Linked DNA regions of Zea mays: region 2 is linked to region 1. A link is a contact called in public Hi-C data. All regions are on one chromosome and are shown on one strand. The core of a region is the stretch at or near the end of the contact, and the rest is flanking DNA. Distances in the headings are between cores, read along the strand shown. Region 1 holds the start of LOC100192852. Region 2 holds the start of LOC103646899 (putative aconitate hydratase, cytoplasmic).

What was found. A called contact is a pair of places that touch in the nucleus more often than the background predicts.
Region 2: a Hi-C map of endosperm shows a contact between it and region 1, with 2.7 times the contacts expected there. The contact joins the promoter of LOC103646899 here to the promoter of LOC100192852 in region 1. A contact is called at or near these places in 4 of 25 Hi-C or Micro-C datasets (ear, endosperm, leaf and 1 more).

The regions. Positions count from the first base shown.
Region 1 is chr2:117,646,343-117,650,041 of Zm-B73-REFERENCE-NAM-5.0, forward strand. It overlaps LOC100192852, which reads right to left and starts at 1,970. Exons shown (of 8, transcript NM_001138042.1): 1 at 1,508-1,970; 2 at 1,255-1,367; 3 at 999-1,067; 4 at 601-716; 5 at 382-436; 6 at 47-167. The coding sequence starts at 1,356.
Region 2 is chr2:118,209,721-118,213,419 of Zm-B73-REFERENCE-NAM-5.0, forward strand. LOC103646899 (putative aconitate hydratase, cytoplasmic) reads right to left here and starts at 1,839. Exons shown (of 20, transcript XM_008671525.3): 1 at 1,708-1,839; 2 at 349-453. The coding sequence starts at 1,726.

The DNA.
Region 1 (3,699 bases), core at 720-3,219:
AAAAAAAAAATCCTTTTGGTCCTTCTGGAATGGTTGACATGCATACCTGAGTTGAGCTCCAACAGTTGAATCAGCATGTATGAGATGTTTACACCTGCGACCGCAAAGGGGTACTCCCACGTAGTTCGCATTCCTTGCTGCTTCAGCATCAGTCTCTTGAAAGAAGCCTGCTTAATTGGTGGATCAGCCACCAGCAACCATCAGATCTATATGCATGGACACTTTGCTCACTTAATTAGTAAGGAGGACTCCATTCGTTTTTTATTATTATACTGCAGGATCCATGAATCCAGATCCCACCCACCCACCCACCCACCTCTTAGTTTCTGGCACAAATATGTGTATATTAATCATTAAATTAAAGGGGAAAAAAGGACCTACCGGATACGTTCTTGCAAAAAACAAAAGGTTCTCAAGCGAAACAAATCCACAGCCCCTGGAATCAAAGTAACACGATATTGTTAAGACGTACTCTTCATCTGTCAGGGAAATGCAGGACCAGCAGCTGGTTGCAGGCCTCTAAAAGGAAAGGAAGTGTGAAGCATATTTTCGACAACCTAAAATAGTGCATAGAGAGGCAACAAAAAAACTCGGATTAACCTGAAATCAGTTGCTGGGTTGACGCCCTGCCACCCCATGTCTTTCCACTGTTCCGAAACTAAGCTAGTGAGCTCTGTATCGGGAAAGGAGGCATTCCATAGAGCCCTAAGCGAATCCTAAATCCAAAGCACACAATATTATAAATTTCACAAGTCAACATCGGCTCAAAGTCAATATGAGGGTATAACTAACTAAGCAAAACAAAGAGCAAAGCTAGTTGCATTTTGAAGTCTCTATCTACATTGTGCTAAGTGTTGCAGAATACCAATTTTGTTTCTAGATTACTCTAGAGTAAGTTTGAAGCCTCTATCTACATCATAGGGACACACGGATTGAAATCCGTATTGATGATAAAGTACTCCTCGTCGTGAAGCTAATTGAGTCGAGAGTTTCCTCACTTGATGATCCGTCCGAGTTTCGTCGTAAGGTACATTTAGCCTTTCCTTCAGACTTTGCAGTCTCTGTTCCTGAATGAATATTTAAGACCAGGGTTATTTCAGGCGTAGGAAGAAACGCAATTAAGCTTGCATGGTCCATGCCATTGTGCTTATTCTATTTCATTTATTGTTTCCCTAAAAACAAGAGACGACACAGAATCATGCATGTACTATGCCTAATAAACACATCATGATAACGATGGCAGTGCATCTGTACCTGTACAGGGGTTAGATCAAGCACTATCTTCTCTGCACTGACTTGTCGCCTTTTGCCTGAGCCGCTGAAAAGCCCTCCGAACCATGCCCGATTTCCAACCATAGTAGCATCAACTGCAATGAGGTCATTATAAAATTCTCGATTCAATATTCCTCAACATGAAATGGACCTTTTCTCTATGCAACCTTGTTGAAGAACGATTATAGAGTCGATAACAAATGTACAAAAGAAAAAGAATGGTGCTCCGCCCTACCTGTTGTTGGCGTTGAAGTTGAGAAGGAAACGGAATGCCCATCAAATTAGAGGAGGCGCCCTTTCTTTCTTTACCAATAATAATGTGGAGATAGTAGCTCGGTAGTAATTATAACAGAAATCAATGAACGCGAGGGGAGGGCGGCGCGTCAGGAGCTAATGTAGTAAGCAAGAAAGCATGATCCTCCATAAATCGCAAACATGCGGCGGACCCCGGTGCCCCCTCGCTGTCTGTTGCTTTGGATCTGGAGGAGGCATACGCACGCGCGCGCGCCCTTGGTTGAGAGGGGGATTCGACGGGATTCTCCTGCTGGTGCTGGATGATCGACGGAGGGAGGAAGTTGGAGAATTGGCCTCCGTCGACCGCCCAGCCCTGCCCCTGCGAGACCGAGACCGTCGGCCGTCGCGTCCTATGCCAGCTCAAGGCGGCCTGCTATTTCTCTCCCTCTCGCTTTCTCTTCCCCTCCCCCACCGCGCATGCCGCCCAACCATCCACCCACACCCTTTCGTTTTTGCAACAACATTAGAATCACAAGGCCCAGCTCAATGCAACCATCTATGCTCGCCATGGGCTTCATAGCCAACGTTCTACTGAATCCTCTTTAAAGATTATTATTATTATTATTACTATTATTATTATTATTACTATTATTATTATTATTACTATTATTATTATTATTATTATTATTATTATTATTATTATTATTAGAACATCCAATTTAATTTCCTCCACTATTGTTACATTCGATTTTCCTTCATGAATTACAAACCGGTTTTCTTTAAATCTCTTAACTTTTGTGATTTTTTTAATCTTAAGTAGTTTTATTAATGGTTTTACTAATATAACACAACGCCAATACACACAAATCATACTAGGTTATAAGTTTAGGGTGATAAATTTGTCTACAAATATTTTACAGACAAAAATACATTGTGCACTTCTTCCAACTTTGCCTCGGACTCGGGCCCACTTGAAAACTGTGGTTATCCCAGTGAAAAGCTCTGGTGTATGTTGCAGGATAGAGGGAGTATTGTGAAATCTCAAAATAGTAGATTTAACAGAAGATAGTTGGATGGTGGAATCTCATTCATATTCTTCGAACCGTTCTCTTTTATCGTAGCCATAGGGCTTTAAAGCTGTAGAGAAAATTGTGATTTAAGGGTAAACTCGGATGCGTCTTAAATATATGTTAGGATCAAATCTCACGTGTATAATAATTCATGATACAAAAATCAATGTCACATATTTATTATATAATACGAGTTATGTACAAAAATAGCTAAATAAATACATCATATGACGACAACGATCCTTCACAACTATAGTTGACTGAGAGACGATAGCCTAGACCTCTCCAAATTTATCGTAGCATCCTTCATGCTTCTCATCTTGCAGTACCTATTCTTGACTGATGTGATTATAGCAAGTGTGAGCTCTCATATGGTCATCGCTCAGTAAGTGTGGGATATAATTTGTATGAGCTCACTTACGGTGGGGTCTCATGTGTAGTGTAAGGCTTACCAAGGAAAATGGTTAAGGTTGAGTGTTGCTTTTAATAAGTTGGTCAAAATTTTATTAGCAATTATTAAGTATAAGTGTATATCAACCAAATTAAATAATTGATCACAATGATGAATAAATCCCACAATGCAACACAATATATGACTGGTTAAATTTAATTACATAAACTACTCATGTGAGAGTCCGAGTCGCTTATGATCATGAGCACGGCTGATATAATTGTTTTACACTCTCATATATTGTCCATCTTTACCCACAAGCCATGTTACCCATTTTGCCAAGGGGTCTCGACTCTCGTTCATCTATAACGAGGAGACGAGGCAGGGTAGCACTACAGGGCCTTTCCAAAGTTTCACTAGCACAAGAGAACCCACTACGGATTCAAGCAAAAAGGGACGATATAGGAATCTCTCGTCTGAAAAGCTATCGTAGACAGATCGACCTGAGAACCTCCCTATACCGGCAGCTTCCCACACCCCACTTGCCCCTTTTGGGAAATAATTAACTCACACTAGCTTTCCTAATTAATCAGTCAAGGACATCCTATTCCACTCTTGTGGTAGCACTGTTTCCTCGGGTGGTCGCTCCATGTTCCAATTAACCAAAACAATCTTATCATGAACAATAAATAATCCATTGACAATTAAATAGTTAACAGTGGTAAAATAACA
Region 2 (3,699 bases), core at 589-3,088, 560 kb after region 1:
TTTTTTTTGGTTATTTAAAATAGCATTAGCATATTAATGTACATGCACGATGTTGCAAAAAGTATGGCATTGCAATTTGTATAAGTACACAAAATAAAGGTGTAAAAGTTTACACCTATGCATAGCCATAGTTTTTTTAAGTTTGCTACTAAGTACTATAAAGAGGTGGCAGATGAGACAAACGCTCTTGTTGAAATTAATGGAAGCGAGTGAACACAACCTAGTTGAAAATGTGAACGTTTATACAGGATTACGTGTACTACTAGCATATATTTGTGCAGACCATATATTTAAAGGTATGCAAATTGCAAAAGGAAGGAAGAAGAAACTGAAAATACAGAAACTTACCGATCCTTGGATCATTTAGTGCGGGAAGGCTGAAGAACTTGCCGTATTCACCACCGCCAGGCTTAATCAGGCTCGTCAATATACGCTTGAAAGCATGCTTGGTAGCTGAGGCAAACACAAGTTCGAAGCAAGGACAGTGGGATTACGTATTGGAGACAAATGATTGCTGTAGAGAAACATTGAATTGAAATGGGCATTTCCTTTGAAGACATTCTGTTACGATAGAAGCCTTGATTTAAGTCTGGAGTCGAAACTAAAGTCATGAGCGACTGAGTTATATATCTGCGGGGCTTAATAATAGAGTAGGTAGTATAGTCATAGTAATAGCTAGTGAAGTGACATGGTGGTAGTAGATTTAGAGCACCTCCGACTCCGACTCGGATCCGATGGAGAGCGTCGTCGCGTGGTTGTAGCTTGGCGCTGGTGGTGACGTCGGGGACGAGGCGGGCACGCAGCAGCTGGTCCGGATGAATCGCGTGGCACCTCGATGAAACAGAGAGGGTCCGTGGGCGGCGGCGGAGGCAGGGGCAGGGGAGGCTTGGCGGCGGAGGCGTGTGCGTGTGGCAACCACCACAGAGGAGCTGCTGCTCCATGGATCGGAGTGGAAGAGGGGCAGGCGGCGGCGGCGGCGGCAGGATGTGGTCCCGCTATCGCGCCCATCCGCCTGCAGCTTGGCTGCCCGGCGCCCAATAGAGGCGGAGGATCTGATGAAACGAAAGGCCGCCGATGGAAAAGCAGCGCCCGCCTCAGTCAAGTGCTCAAGCGCTATGTCATTACTCTCTTCTCCCTCCATGGACAATACTACCCCCCACCCCACCCACCCCTGCAACACGGAAAAGTGTACGCGGCACAACTGTAGGCACTTGTAATCACCACCACCACCACTCCTGCTTTTGCTTGCTCCTCCGGCAAGGTCGTCGGCGCTTCATTAGTGATTTCCTCTGGTCTGGCTCCATCTTGAAGCTACGATCCAAGCCTCTTATAGATCCACATGCCAGGATATCGATCGATCTGATCGAGCGCTTGGCAAGAGATGCAAAGAGCGAATTCATCTGTATTATTTAATTGTGCAGCAGATTCTACTCGAATTTGCTGCTTAATTGGCATCTGCTTGCTGGTGGCTGCTGGAAAGTGCAAGCATCGTGCTGCATGCATGCTTTTTCATCTGCATATACCATGTACTAGCTGCTAGCTACTACGTACTATCACAGCAGGCTGTGTGTGTGATTTAAATCAGTTAGCCAACCACGTACGTACGTACAGTACAAGCAAGGAATGCATATATATATACAATTCAATTCGCAAATTAAAAGCTATATATATTGGCTAGCTCGGCGACCCTCTGCTTATATTAATTACCTGTTGAGTTGGCGGCCATGGCGCGTTCGACGTGAGGCGGCAGGAGCTATAGGTCGTCGCCGGTCGGCCAGCACGACGAGAGAGGAGATAGATGATGGAGGCCTCAACACAAAGAACAAGTGATGAGGACGACGACCAGGCAAGCAGCTTTCTTATACGCACAGAGAAAACACAGAGAGCAGCCGGCCAGCAGGGACATGGTAATTTTTTTGTGTCCATTATGCTTACCGTACACTAATTATTAAGTCACGGGTGAAACAAGCCCGGCCATGATACATGCAGACGTTATTATTAACATGTACGATGAATCTCATGTTGCTATACTACTAGTATTCTTCTTTAAAATGTAGGGAAAAATCTACATAATTTCTATTAAGGGCTCGTTTGGCATATATATAGGTTCGCTCCATAATTCTCTAACTTCGAGAGCTGATTCTCCAATATAGTGATTCCGATTTATTCTGTAGCAGAAGTGAATTTATTTGACAAAAACTATTCTCTAACTTCATGGAGATTTTTACCATTTAGCTCTGTAGGAGTGATTCTTGTTGTGAACGGAGCTGTAAAAGCTCTGCCAAACGCCCCCCCTAAATAAATCTTGCGTTGTAAATGAAGAGCGCTTAGTAGATTTTAATTTCTGATGCTACTAGCTTCCTTATGTGTGAAACATGAATCTCATGGTTGCTCATAGGACAGTTCACGTATCACTAAACTCACACAACTCGATTTTCGTTCTAAAACAAATTATCTAAATATGGAGCAAACATTCTTGAAATAAGGCTATCTGTACTCTAAATTTCTATCTTAAAAATAATATTCTATCCTGGTCATCAAGATAGTCTACATATACTATAATTTATCGTAATCATATTTACTCTATATCTCAACTCTATACCAATTAACACATATTATATTATTTTCTTTCTACTGCTACTAGCACAGTTATTTCGAGTCATCTTTTTACAAATAACTCCTCACATCTATTTCAAATTAACCCGATGCACGTCCGTCCCCTCCGCGCAACGGCTCGTTAGGCCCGACGGCCGCAGTTCCGCCCAGACACGGCACGTGGGCCCGACGGACCCTTTGGTTAAATCATCGTAAAATGTTAAAAAACGGTGCAGGAGGTGGGGTTCGAACCCACACCCTAATAATGGAAGAAGAGTGAGAGACACTAGGTGAAACTGTTTAACCAGTAGAACATCATGTTCAGATGTTTTTAATATTGAATATGAATTGTACATATGTATATACGATTTTTTGTAAAATACAAAAAAAATCGTGTCGGTCCGAGGCTACGGCCCAAGCATGGCACGTCGCTCGTGCCGAGCTGCCCCATGCACTATTAAATGGGTCGTGCCTCGGGCCGGCCCACCAGACACGACCCATTTGGCCAGCAGTTATACCTCCACACAATAATTATGGTCATCGTCTCAGTTGCCACCACCTTGTTCGCCATCCTGCTTCTTTTCTCTCCCCTCATGCCTGCGCCTCCGCGCCACCCCATTCTCGATAGAGGGTGTGGGAGCATGTGCCTCCTCCCCGTATTCGTCGACACCAGCCCCGACTCTGACCCGCACAGTGGCTATTGCACGTCCACGAGGACGTTTCACAGCATGCGCACACCATCGTTTTTGCCATCGTCAGACGTCCCATTCGTCTTCCAGGGCTTCACCCTATTCTTCCTCCCCAACCTGCTGCCCCCACCCACGATCGTAGCCGCGAGCCGACCGACGCTCGTCGATGCGGGTACAGGGTGAGTCGATTTTGCTCCTAGCCTTTTTTCGTGTGTGCCGCTGAGGAGGATACGGTGACGCCTGCCACGTTTAGGTTATCTTGGCGATGAGGAGTTCAGGTCTTAGATATTGGACAACCAAGTCCTGTAGCGCGGCAGCAGTCGGCATATGCTACTAGAGGTGAAAACGGTCAGAAACAATCGGTAACACTAAAACATTTTCATTTTCATATTTTTCCTCGGAAACGAGATCGAAA